Regions from separate parts of the Mus musculus genome. Here all the other regions are linked to region 3. Evidence: chromatin contacts called from public HiChIP or PLAC-seq data. All regions are on one chromosome and are shown on one strand. Each heading gives the region's core, a stretch centred on a gene start, on an enhancer-like site or on the middle of the called end of the contact. The rest is flanking DNA. Distances are from core to core; before and after follow the strand shown.

Region 1 (3,839 bases), core at 904-3,403, 320 kb before region 3:
GAAGGTAGCCGGGACAGTGCTGCTACAGAGATGGACAGCAGCCATACGCCCCTCTTCTGCACCCCGTTCCCCGAAGAGTCCGCCTCCCTCCGCCATGCTTGTTTTCCCTTTTCCCTCCTCAGAGTGCTTAGGAGAGAGTCTGCTCCCAGCTATGTGATGCTGGGGACCTGAAATGGAACCCCCACGCTGTGTCCTGACAGCAACAAACAAACAAAGCAGAGGGATCCTATCCACTAAAGCTTAGCCTTGCTTTGTTCTGTGCTAGGGATCAAATCCAGGGCCTTGCTCCTGCTTGGTGATGTTGACCTCTGGCCTTTACACACTCCTCCACTTGCTCTAAACTCCGCCTCTGAAACTTACTCCATAAGGGGTCAACCCGATAATTCCATACACTAGTCAATCATTACCATGGGGAAGGCAGTAAGAAAAACAGCAGGGGAGGGGTGTTAAAAGGTGCTGTTTAATTAGGAAGGCCCACTGGGAAGGTGACCTCGGAGCAGAGGGGTAAAGAGTGGGCTGCAGAGCAGACCCCGGGCTGAAAACCTGCCTGGTTCGCTAAGGAGCTGCCTTTAGGAGCTGCAGAAGGGGAGAGTGAGGACGGAAGCGGTGACTGAGACACCGCAGTTCTCAGGAACCTTTGCTCAGAGTCACACGGGGTGTCACCAGCCTGATTTCACCAAGTGGCTCACATCCATCCCATACACTGAGTCCTCTAGAGTTAGCACTGCTCTTCTCAAGCAGGGAAAGTGTCCTGGGGACGGAGCTAATCAGGCTATAGCTTATAGGCTCAGAGATAGGTTTGTCTGACCCAGGTCTTCCTGCTGCCTTCTATCCTGCTGTGACCCGGGCCCTCCCTGCTCTCACCACTCTCTAAAATGGGTGTTAGCCAACCTTGACTCTCTGCATCTCCCTGGCCCACTGTTCTCACCCACCTTGACCAGTAGTAGCTAAGAGGTGCCGGATGCTGGCTTTGCCTCCAGCTGGGGGAAATGGAGATGTTTGCTTGCTTGTTTTATTTTGTTTTAACTTCAGGGCCCCAGCAGGGATGAAAGGAAGCCACAAGATCAGAGTTCTCTTACCTCCCACTTCTTTGTCTGCAAAATCTTCTGGGACAGACGGGGTGGGCACAGCCAGCCCATGGTTCTCCTGGGCATTCTGAAAGAGACCAGGGGACGTGGAGGGATGAACAGACAACTCAAACTGGGCTGTGAGTCTCCCATTACCAAAGAAACTGCAGGAATGGTAGTAGCCATACAACTTCTTAAGTGAACACATTTATTTTAGATTAATTAATTATCTGTGCAGTGCCCACAGAGGCCAGAAGGTGACAAACCAGAGTCACACGCGCAGTTGAGAATGAGCACTCAGGTCCTGAGAACTGCAAGGGCAGCAAGTGCTCTTAACTGATAAACCATCTCTCCAGCCCACCCTGTGAGTGAAGTTTAAAAAATAAATCTGGGTTGGGGATATATTTCAGTTGGTAGAGTGTTTGCCCTGTAGTATATACAAAGCCCTGAGTTCGAGCCCCAGTAGGGTAAAAACTGTGTGTGGTGGGGTATGCCTGGATTTTCAGCGCTCAGGGCAGATTAGGGAGGTCAAAGACATGCTCGGCCACGTAATGAGTTTGAGGCCATCCTGTGATACAGGATACAAATGTCCTGTTGGTTTTTTTTTTTTTTTCTCAGCTAGAAATGCATGCTTTGGGGTTCCCATTCAGGGTTGTTTTTGTTTTTCTGCTTTATGCATGTATGAGAACAACCACAAAAGCAATGTTAGTTACAGATCAAATTTGCAAATACAGAACCAGCAAAGACGAGGATCAACTACATCGGAATAAGAATCTCAATTCAAAGCAAACTAAGGAGTCAGGCACGTGCCACACACATATCAGGTGATCCCGGTCTGTATCATGAGTCTCAGCTACAGTGAGGCCCAGTCAAAACAAAACAAAAGCCAACCAAAAAAGCCAAAATGAGGGCTGGTGAGATGTCTCAAAGGGTAAAGGTGCTTGGCTGCCAACGCTGGTGGCCTGGGCTGAGCTGAGCTGGTCTCTGGGACCCAGAATGGAAGGAGAGAACCAGCCCCTGGGGACTGTCCCCAAGCCTAACACAAAGAACCTGCAGTGACTCAGCTGCCCCAAAGAACCCGCCTCCCGACCTCCAGTTGACTCCAGGTCTTCACCAGGAATTTACAGAAGATAACTAAGTGTTGAAGCAGGGCTCTGCAAGCAGTGCAGGCGTCTCTGATCTCTCACCTGAACCAAACAGAGCTGTGTTTGCACAGCTGTCTGTCTGAGAGTCTATTTTGCATTCTCTCCGCACCCCCCTGCCCCCAACACATTTCCATAGATCAACAAAGTGCACACACCTGCCATTTGGGAGCTTGGCAGAGCACTACATGTGCTTCTCAGGGGTCTCAGTGGCCTGGCCTCTGGCTCCCAAGTCCATTCTCCTTTCCCACTCACTTAGCACACCAGTCTATGTTCTAATCCAACAGTCTCCCCACCACCACAGTCTGCGTGCTTCCTGGGCCTGGAGTTGGGCAAGCCATCTATTTCTCCTTTATTTTTCTTCAAGCCACCGTCCTTGGCTTCAGAGTCACTATGTAGCTGAAGATGACCCTGAACTTCTGGTTTTCCTGCCTTCACCTCCCCAATGCTGTGATGGCAGCTGCCACCACCACACCTGGTTCTGTGGTATTGAGGATTAAACCCAGGGCTCTGTGCATGTGAGGCAAGCACTCTGCCAACGGAGCCACATCCCAGTGCCCCTCCCATTAGTTTCTAATAATACCAAGAATGCTCCTTGTGCCCTACTCGAAACCATCTCCGTCACCACTCGATGAGAAAGATGTCCCCTGCATGTACTGGGTGAGGAAAAAGACATCCGGAAATGTCTCAGAAGTAATTTAAAACATACAGCTACAGCTGGCACTGCTGGACCCAGGCTCTGGACATTGCACCTCACCACAGCCCTTCCTTTAAGGACTAGCTCAGCTGCCCTTTGTAAAGGGGCTTTGGAGCAAATGGACTTGATGTTATCAGCCCTGCTACCTCACCACAGGACTGAGAAAAATACTTCAACACCCCCGGGTCTGTTATCTCTACCTGTGAACTTGTGCTAAGCCCAGAAGGGACCCATGCACCCATCTGTGATGATCTGAATAGGCACAGCCCCCAAAGACTCAGTTATCTGAATACTTGGTCCATGGGGAGTGGCACTGTTGGGAGGTGTGGCCTTTTCGGAGGAGGAGGTGTGTGACTATGGAGTTGGGCTTTGAGGTCTCATATGCTCTAAGTAGGCCTTGTGAGGCAGTCTCCTGCAGATTGAGAGTTAGAACTAACCCCTGTCTCCTGGACCCCTGACTCCTGTCGAAGTTACTGCCCCCACAGCTCCCACAGGAGAGACTTGGGTAGGAACAGCACCAAGCCTTCCTACACGCAAATAAGGTTTCCCCCAAACTCTCAGTCTAAGCCAATGAGAGGTGCCTGCTGTCAAACCCTGAATCACCCCCAGAACTGTATATAAGTCCATGCAGGGAATTAAAGGTATGCGAGAAATATTCCTTCATCTGAGTCTTTTGTTCCAAGAGGTCTATGTAACACTTGGGAAGAGATCTTCTCTCCCGAAGAGCCACCCGAGGTCCTACTGCACGCCTCACTGGATAGTCGGCTTCTCATCGGCCAAGCCTGACCCGACTCAGTTCAGAGAGGCTCGGTTAAGGAGCGACCTGGAAGGCGTGGCAGAGACTCATCTCTCTGCCTGGACTCACTTCCCTTCTCGGGAACCTTCCTACCTGGCCTGGACAGAGATCTCCGTGGAAAACTTCTGGTACCCAGT
Region 2 (4,431 bases), core at 402-2,901, 290 kb before region 3:
ACTAGACAGAGACTCAGTGAGTCAAAGATCAAACGTTTTAGGAGAGTTTGCACCTAGGAAAGGTGGGTGACAGTTTGCTATTGATGTCTTCCTTCAGGCCAAGGAAGGTGTTGGGGCATCCCAGAGTACACTTAGGGTTCACTTGCCAGCACTGGTATCTTCTTTGCCTAGACACGCCCCCACTTGGTCCTGCTCTCTTCCCCATTACTGAAACCTGTGCTCTGTCAGAGACAGCCTTCCCTCTCCACTCTGAGGCTAGGTTCCCCTCAGAAATGCCTCTTCTCTTTCTCATGCACCTAAAGGCTGTCTTCCAGCAGAGGCCCCCAAAGGGCAGGAGGGCATACTCTTAGTTTTGCTTGCCTGCTGGTGAGAGATCTTTAGGTCAGGGAAAGGTGACATCTTGTTCTTGCCCTGGCCCCCAATGTAATCATTTGGGTGTTGAACAGAACTCCAAGTACCATAAAGGTGATGAGGAAGGCAGGTAAAACTAGGGAGTGATTGGTGACACACCCCTGTCTCCCACTTCAGACACCAGAAGCATGGATCAAAAACAAGAAGTGAGTACCGTTCCCCCATTTTCCCGGGGTTCCCCCCAGTTAAGAGTGTATAAACTGGAGATTGACAAAGAGATAGGAGTGTCCCATAGCCGGAGCTGGGGAAGGGCCAATTTATTTCCAGTAGTTTGCAAAGACACACCACCCTTGATTCAAAGGGTCCGCACTCTCCTCTGTCCCACCTCTGACTCTTCAGTCCGAGACCATAGACAACCCAGATCCAAGAGGACCTGGGCAAGAGCATGTGACACTCAGCCCCCTTCCCTCCCCACCCCCAACCAAACCAAACAAAGCTAATTTGATGTCGCAAATGGCTGGCAATCTGCTAACAGTGGCCTGCTCGCTGACTTTCCTTTCTCAAACAGAACGAACGGCAAGGGCACCTGAGGCAGGCTCTCTCTGCGGGACAGAGGAAGCGGAAAGGACTAGGGACAGACGTCTAGATCTCTGACTCAGAATGCGGATATGTGGTAGGAGACACAGCAAAGACAGCCACACAAACAGAAACCCTACCAAAGGTTATGAAGGGAGACAGGGAACGGCAGGTGAGGGCGGCAAGGATCGGCGGCCTCACTTCAGGGGTTCCCTGCACCTCTCTGACTCGGGCTGCCGCGCCTCCTTCCCCTTCCCAGCATCTCCTCAGCCGGTCCACAGGTTCCAACGTGTCCCTGCCCCAGCCCGCTTTCCCAGCGCCCAAGTGACGCCAGAGCCAGGAGGGAAGAGGCGCCACGGGGAACTCTCCCTTGTTTTTTTTTTTTTTTTTTCCCCCAGCCGGGGTGCACTCACCAAAGTCCCTGGTTCCCTCCTCTTGGGCCTCGTGGGTGAAAATCCAGGGTGGATTGGTGGCGTAGAGGGACGTGGTGGAGGGGTGGGCGTGCTTCTTCCCAAAGAGTTTGCTGAAAGTGCCCTGCATGGTCTGGTTCTTTTTCATGCTGCTGCAGGCCGATCTGTCCCCGAGGGAAGGACCTTCCGTCCCTAGGCCTGTCCTGCTCCAGACTGAACCCCGCAGCGTCTTCCCAGGGGACACTAGCAGGCCATGGTCCCCAGCCGCGCTCCCCGCCCGCGCACCCGGCGACAGGTGGTGCGGGCGCCGCCGCCGCTCGCCTGGAAATGCGAGCTACCTGGACAGGTAAGAGGCTGCCGCCCGGAGCCGGCCCCGCCCCGCCGCCCAACTCCCCGGGCCACATTCCTGCCTCCTTCCACAACAGCCTATTGTTGGCACCGTGCGCTGCGCGGAGGACCTCGCCCGGCCCACGCCCTGCTGGGGAGCAGAGCCGCCCCCTGCCGCGGGTTCCCTACCGGCACGCCCGATCCACCCCCACTTTTTTTTTTTTTTTTTTTTTTTTTCTGGACCAGGAAAAGCCCAAGGCGAGTTCCTTGAGTCTGTGAGCCCTTCCTGAGCAGATCAGGGTGGACAGTTTAGAAATGACTTGCATCCCAGAAAAGTACCTGCCTGGCCAAGCTAGCATGGCCCAGAGCATCCCGTGGGCCCTCTGACATGTGTGAGGGAGACTTCGATGAATACAAATGATGAATACACAGGAAGTTAGAGGCCAGGTAGAGTTAAGAAATTTCTGCACATTTTTTTTCCTTTTTTTTTTTTTTTTGTTGTTGTTGTTGTTGTTGTTGTTGTTGTTGTTGTTGTTTTTTTGTTTTTCCGAGACAGGAGTGCTGGGATTAAAGGCTTGTGCCACCACCGCCCGGCTAATTTCTGTACCATTTTTTGTTTGTTTGTTTGTTCGTTTGTTTTTGGTTTTGTTTTTGTTTTCGAGACAGGGTTCCTCTGTATAGCCCTAGCTGTCCTGGAACTCACTTTGTAGACCAGACTGGCCTCAAACTCAGAAATCTGCCTGCCTCTGCCTCGAAAGTTCTGGGATTAAAGGCGTGTGCCACCATCGCCCGGCTAGTTTCTGTACCATTAGAGAACACAGGAAGAAACTATCCTCATGGTTAGGCCTCCATATATATTAATATACTAATATATTAAATATTTAACATATTCAATATATAATTATTTTATATATTTCATATTGTTTCTTGTTTATTATTTATATTGTGTATATTATTAATATATTAAAGATAATATATTTAATACATTATATAGTGTGTATATTAGAGAGACCCTGCCATATATGTCATATACATACATGTATGTATTATGTATGTATGTATGTATGCATCTATCTATCTATCTATCTATCTATGTATGGCAGGGTCTGTCTATTATGTAGCCATTGCTGTCCTGAAATTTGTAGACCAGGCTGGACTTGAACTTATGACTATCTCAACTCTGTCTCCCAAGTGCTGGGATTAAATGCTCAGACCACCAAGCCCGATCTTAATGTATATTTCATGAAATAAAATTTAGTCTTTGGCAATTTCATACATAAACAATGTGTCTTGAGCATATCATGCAGGCTATCCCTCTCCCACTCTTCCCTCCCATCCCTTTCTCCTCTTCATCATCCCTCCCCGCCCCCCTTTAAATCTACTGGGTCTAGTTAGTGCTGCCTATCAGAAAGTTGACTGATCTCATTGGCCTGAGCCTGTATGGATAACCACATTGTAGTCTGTTTCAGAACACAATGACCACGTCATGCCCTGAACACAGCTCTAGAAAATTTGGTATTTTATAGACACCAGATTCTTCTCTCCTGGAATATTCTTTTGAGACAAAATGTTACTTTGTAGCTCTGGCTGGCATGAAACTTTCTATATAGACCAAGCTGGCTTTAAATTCATAGAGATCTGCCTGCCTTTGCTCCCAAGTACTGGGATTAAAGGTATACTGCATGCCTGACTATGAATGTAATTTTTAGAAACCAGATTTGGGGGGGCTGAGGAGATGGCTCAGAAGTAAAGAGCCCTGGCTGTCTTTTCAGTTCCAAGCAACCACGTGGCAGTGGATAGTGATCTGTAGTTCCGGTTACAGGGGATCAGATGTGTGCACTGCACACACACAGGCAAATACTCATACACATTAAAATTTTATATATATATATATATATATATATATATATATATATATATATATATTTTTTTTTTTTTTTTTTTTTTCCCCCAGGCAGGGTTTCTCTGTGTAGCCCTGGCTGTCCTGGAACTTACTTTGTAGACCAGGCTGGTCTCAAACTCAGAAATCCACCTATCTCTGTCTCCTGAGTGCTGGGATTAAAGGCGTGCGCCACCACGCCCAGTTAAAGATATATTTTTTGAGATAGGGTCTTACTGTACAGCTGTGGTTGGCCTTGGGTTTACAGAGACCCACCTGCCTCTGCCTCCAGAAGATTAAAGGTGTGTGCCACCAGGCTAGGCATAAATAAAGTCTTTTAAATTTTTATTATTAGATGTGTATGGCTGTTTTATCTGCATGTACACATGTGACACGTGCTTGCTTGGTACCCTCAGAGGGTGAGGGTGGTAGGACTTGAACAAGTCTTCTGCAGGAACAAGTATGCATAACCTCAGAGCCAACTCTCCAGCCCCAGGAATAAAACCTTAAAAAAATATATTTGGAGCCAGCCTGGTGGTTCAGCCTCGTAATTCATCTATTTAGGCTGAAGTAAGAGGGCGTCAAGTTCAGAACTGCCTGAGTTACATAGCGAGTTCAAGACTAGCCCAGGCAACTTAGCAAGACTCTATCTCAAAACTTTAAGATAAATCAAAAGTCAGATGGGGATGCAGCTTAGTGCAAGGCTGACTTAGTTCTTAGTTCAGTCCTGACTTGCTCTATATAGCCCAGGCTGGCCTGGAACTCAGAGATCCTTCTGCCTCTGCCTCCCCACTGCTGGGTTTAAAGGGGTACACCACTATATCTAGCTAATAAATATAATTTTAAAACTTAAAAAGTCAGAGCTGGAGAGATGGCTCAGCAGTCAAG
Region 3 (4,092 bases), core at 543-3,042:
AGATTCCCAGTACCTTAATGCGACCGGCAAATAGCACGTGCTCATGAAAGAATAAGCTAACTGGGCTGGAGCAACAGCTCAGGACCCAGGTTCAATCCCAGCACCCACATGGTGACTCACACCCCCCATAACTCCAGTTCTAGAGGATCCAATGCCCTCTTGTGGCCACTGGGGGCACTGAGCATGCACAAGATAATACACAGACATACAAGGCAAAAAAAGGCTTCTGCACATAATAAATAAATAAATCTAAAAAAAATAAAATAAAATGAAAGTGGCTGCTAAATGTATAAATGAAAATCAGGGCTTCTCAAGTCAGAAATTAAAATAATAATGATAACCCCACACTATGTGATCCCAAAATTCTCATAGCCATTTAGACCCTAAGTTTTATTTTTCCTTCTCTTCTTCCTCTAAAAGTATTTTCAATGTCAGTAGATCAGTAGCCAGCATGACCCACACCGCTCCTAGCTTCTTGTCCTCTAGGCGGAAACAAACAACCTAAATATTCATTTCCTCGGCCCGAATTCCTCTAAGTGGCTACTCTGGGAATTTCAAATTCTTAGAAAACATCCCAGAGGGGTTTTTGGTGGTTGTGTCTGTCCTTTAACTCAGAAGAGCTTTTCTAAAAGACTCATGGAGCAATTCACATAGAAAGACTTTAATAGTTCTTTAAAATGCAGCCCCGGGGAGGATGGCACAGTGGGTAAAGTGGCAGCTGCAGAGGCAGAAGGACCCCGAGTTCAGATCTCCATCACCCACCTAAGACAAGCGAAACAATAAACACGATGGCATGGGGCTATAGTGGAGCACAAGGAGGCAGAGACAGGAGGATGGGGTCCCGGAGTTCACTGGCCAGCCACTGAATGAATGAGCTCCGGATTCAGTGAGAAATTCCGTTTCAAAATTTAAAGTGAAAAGGGCCGGACCGAGGCCTGGGACAGGTGGGGACACATGGTAAGGGCATATGCCACAGAGACTGTCAACCTAAGTTTGACCTCCAGAACCCACAAAGTGGAAGCAGAGAATCAGCTCCCACAAGCTACCCTAGACCGCCACGCATGCGCAGGGGTACACATATACACAAATAAAAGTCAAATGAATAAATAAGTTAAATAAGGTGACAGGGCACCTGAGGAGGAAACAGGCAACACTGACATCTGGCTTGCGTATGCACACACGCATGCGCGCAAGCACGCACGCATATACGCAGGCACGCACGCCCATATCCATCAGTGGATAAGCATACCAGTAACTGCAATCCGGCGGGTTTTAGTCCCTTTCCGGACAGGGTGGGGATAAAGAGAAAAATCTCAACTATATTTTAACCTCACCAGTTACTCTCCAATATGAAAATCTAAAAATACGGTTAACCCACAAGATCCTTTAAGATTGTAGCCTTCCCACAAGATCTCTGAGGACTCCAGCCCTCTTCCCTGTTTCAGCCACACAGTTTCGTGAGTTCAGAAATGTGTGGCTCCAGGGCAGGTCTGGAGCACCTGTCTGGATCCTTATTTTTTCTGGGTCAATATCCAAAGTCAATAAAACCATCTAGAGCTTTCTCCCGAAAAGCCCAGAGTGGCAGTCCAGGTCCCGGAAGTCACCATACACCGTCAGTCAGTAAGGACCCTATCACCACTCGCACGAATTGCAATAGCCCACATGTGAGCTCATCAGGCAAGTTCACACTAAGCTTTGAGGGTCCACTTCGCCTCCCCAAAGCTACCTGCTGCCCGGGAACAACAGCTTAACTAACCTCAAGCTTGACTCAGCATTAGATCATCCAGCCAGCTGGCTGGAGAGGAAACTTCGAAGATGAACTGAAATTATTTTGGGTGCCTGAAAGTACAAGCTCCCTCTACAGCAGCACGTATAATTAGGATTTTTTTTTTTAATAAATCTACAACAGGGCTGGAGAGGTGGCTCAGCAGTAGTGAAGGGCACTTAACTGCTTGCTCCTGGCAGACTACCGGAACTTCATTCCCAGCACCCACTAGGAGGGTCACCACTGCCTATAACTGCAGCTCCAGGAGACCCCACGCCTCTGGCCTCAGCAGGAATCTGCACTCACATGTGTACATACCCACATGCAGACTCACGAACAAAAACACAATTAAAAGTATTTTTAAAAAAATCCATAAGATGTAAATGAATGAGGGACTCTACACCAACAGCAGGCTTTCCTAAGTAATGGCTTTTACATGTTGGCACAGTTGCCAGGCCGCTCAAGCGCCTTTGTGGAATGCCAACGTACAAATCCATTTCTCCAGGAGAAGACAAAAAACAGAAGTTAATCAACTCGCCCTGAGTCCATGAAGCAATTTGGCCGTTGGCCCAGGAAGACAGTGTCAAGAGCTCTGGGTTCTCACTCCACGTGACTCTAGAATAAAGCTGGAACCCAAAGAGCTATCCTTTAAAAAAAAAATAATAACAATAACCCCCATATGCAGAACCGGCTAAAAATTGGTACCCTATCCATTTTCAGATTCACCTTGGCCTGCCTTGAGCATACAGCCACCTTAGAAGTTCTGTCACGTTACAAATGCCCACAAACTCAAACCAACTACTAAATATAAACAATTTTAGCTCTTCTCACCCTATCAGCCTCTTGGCAAATTCTTCTATGCACCACCCCACCCTGCCTAGGGAGAGAAAAACAATACTTTGTGTTCTTACGATAAACCCATACATCAAAAAAGAAAGAGAAAATTCTAAATAAGCTTTGTTTTCCGTGTCTGCACATTTTAATATACGAGGCACGGAACACAACACCCTCTCCTCTCTCCCCTCTTTATAATTTAAACTCTGAACTCAACAAATAGCACAGGCACAGGCCGGTTAACAGAGTGCTCTCTGCACAGCTGCTAGACTGACTATTTCCACAGTAAGCTTCTGTCAATGCTCTCTGATATTAGCACATGCCTGCTACGTGGATGCCTGCTTACCAAGCTGTGAAAAGACCCACGTTCATTCTGGAACCTACAAAATTAATCTTCTCTGTGCCTATAATGCATAAGGCAAAGGCGCCTTCCCTCCCTCCTCCTCTCCCCCCCCCCCAACATGTCAGGCTAGCTTCTAAACAATCAGTTGGCGAAAATGGACATGCCTGAAAGGGCGGGGCCCAAAGGGGTGTGTCACTCCGGGTATCAATTCCTGTAAATCAAATCCTGACAATTGTCACAATATTATAAAAAGAATGAATTATGATTCTTGGGCCTTCAAGCCTTTATTACCACGAGAACATTCTCAGTTGAATGGCGGAGGGGGGGGGCGCTACTGTGACTTGATTAATGGCCAAAAGCGAGACAATAAAATAAATGTTAAGAGGGGGAAAAAAAACCCATTCTTGGCTCCCAGGTTAGACATGTAAATAATTCCACCCTGGAATAAACACACATGAGGAATTCTTATTTACTCTCTGAGCGTATACACCCAATCAGACTCAGCCAATAGCCCAGTTAAAGATAACAGCTAATTTGTTTAGCTAATGCCTAGTTGGGAACATGTGATAGGTGGCACTAAGATTTCGAACTAACTCAACTCTCAATCTGCCAAATATTAATCCCTTGATCCTGAAGCCTGATGGGAGGAAGGAGAGAAGGAAAAACGGACTGTTTATCAGTAACATAAGGGGGTGGTGGTGGTGGTGGTGGTGTTATTATTTTGTTTTGTTTTTTAACCCATTTTCCCTTTCTAAACTCAAAACCTGTTTACAGAACTCAGGAAAGCTTAACCGACTTTAGTTAACCTCGGTGTTGGGTGGTTATGCCATATCCCTACTAACCAGTTCCTGGCCAGACCCCCTGGTGCTCAAATTCTCCTGGCCAAGTTCAACTCCCCACACCAGCACCCATCAAAGTTAAAGGATCTGCAGAACCCAGTAGGCTGCGAGCCAAGAAAGCGAGCAAGGAGAGGCAAAGACTGCTGGTTTAACTAGCTAAGTGCTGGCTCCTCCAAGCATCTTGTCGGAGTGGGCTACAAAGCACACTTCCCCACAGAACTCCTTGAATGAGAAGTACCGAGGGTGCAAGCAAACGATTGTCACTGCCTGGGACAATGTAAAACTCCTTTCTTTCTTTCTTTCTTTCTTTC

What was found. HiChIP or PLAC-seq counts read pairs in DNA pulled down with a chosen protein or histone mark.
Region 1: a contact with region 3 is called in an HNF4G HiChIP or PLAC-seq map of pancreatic cancer cells. The contact joins two enhancer-like sites. A contact is called at or near these places in 1 of 484 Hi-C or Micro-C datasets (embryonic stem cells), 5 of 115 datasets of contacts at active chromatin or transcription factors (embryonic midbrain, embryonic stem cells, pancreatic cancer cells and 1 more) and 1 of 9 other capture datasets (embryonic stem cells).
Region 2: a contact with region 3 is called in an HNF4G HiChIP or PLAC-seq map of pancreatic cancer cells. The contact joins the promoter of AI661453 here to the enhancer-like site in region 3. A contact is called at or near these places in 4 of 39 promoter capture datasets (cranial neural crest, embryonic stem cells, hippocampal neurons and 1 more), 2 of 484 Hi-C or Micro-C datasets (both in embryonic stem cells), 9 of 115 datasets of contacts at active chromatin or transcription factors (embryonic hindbrain, embryonic stem cells, forebrain and 3 more) and 1 of 9 other capture datasets (embryonic stem cells).

The regions. Positions count from the first base shown.
Region 1 is chr17:47,461,270-47,465,108 of GRCm38.p6, reverse strand. It overlaps AI661453 (expressed sequence AI661453), which reads right to left. Exons shown (of 5, transcript NM_145489.2): 3 at 1,080-1,155. Among named protein-coding and RNA genes, the nearest start is that of AI661453, 27 kb to the right of the region's middle. Within about 2 kb of position 2,153, at least 48 of the 459 cell types and tissues checked have an H3K27ac peak or open chromatin away from gene starts, as enhancers often do. A contact at or near this core is called in pancreatic cancer cells, where this site is marked.
Region 2 is chr17:47,433,859-47,438,289 of GRCm38.p6, reverse strand. It overlaps AI661453 (expressed sequence AI661453), which reads right to left and starts at 1,651. Exons shown (of 5, transcript NM_145489.2): 1 at 1,341-1,651. The coding sequence starts at 1,485. It also overlaps a transcript of 1700001C19Rik not described here.
Region 3 is chr17:47,142,886-47,146,977 of GRCm38.p6, reverse strand. It overlaps a transcript of Trerf1 not described here. Among named protein-coding and RNA genes, the nearest start is that of Gm41589, 5.2 kb to the right of the region's middle. Within about 2 kb of position 1,792, at least 27 of the 459 cell types and tissues checked have an H3K27ac peak or open chromatin away from gene starts, as enhancers often do. A contact at or near this core is called in pancreatic cancer cells, where this site is marked.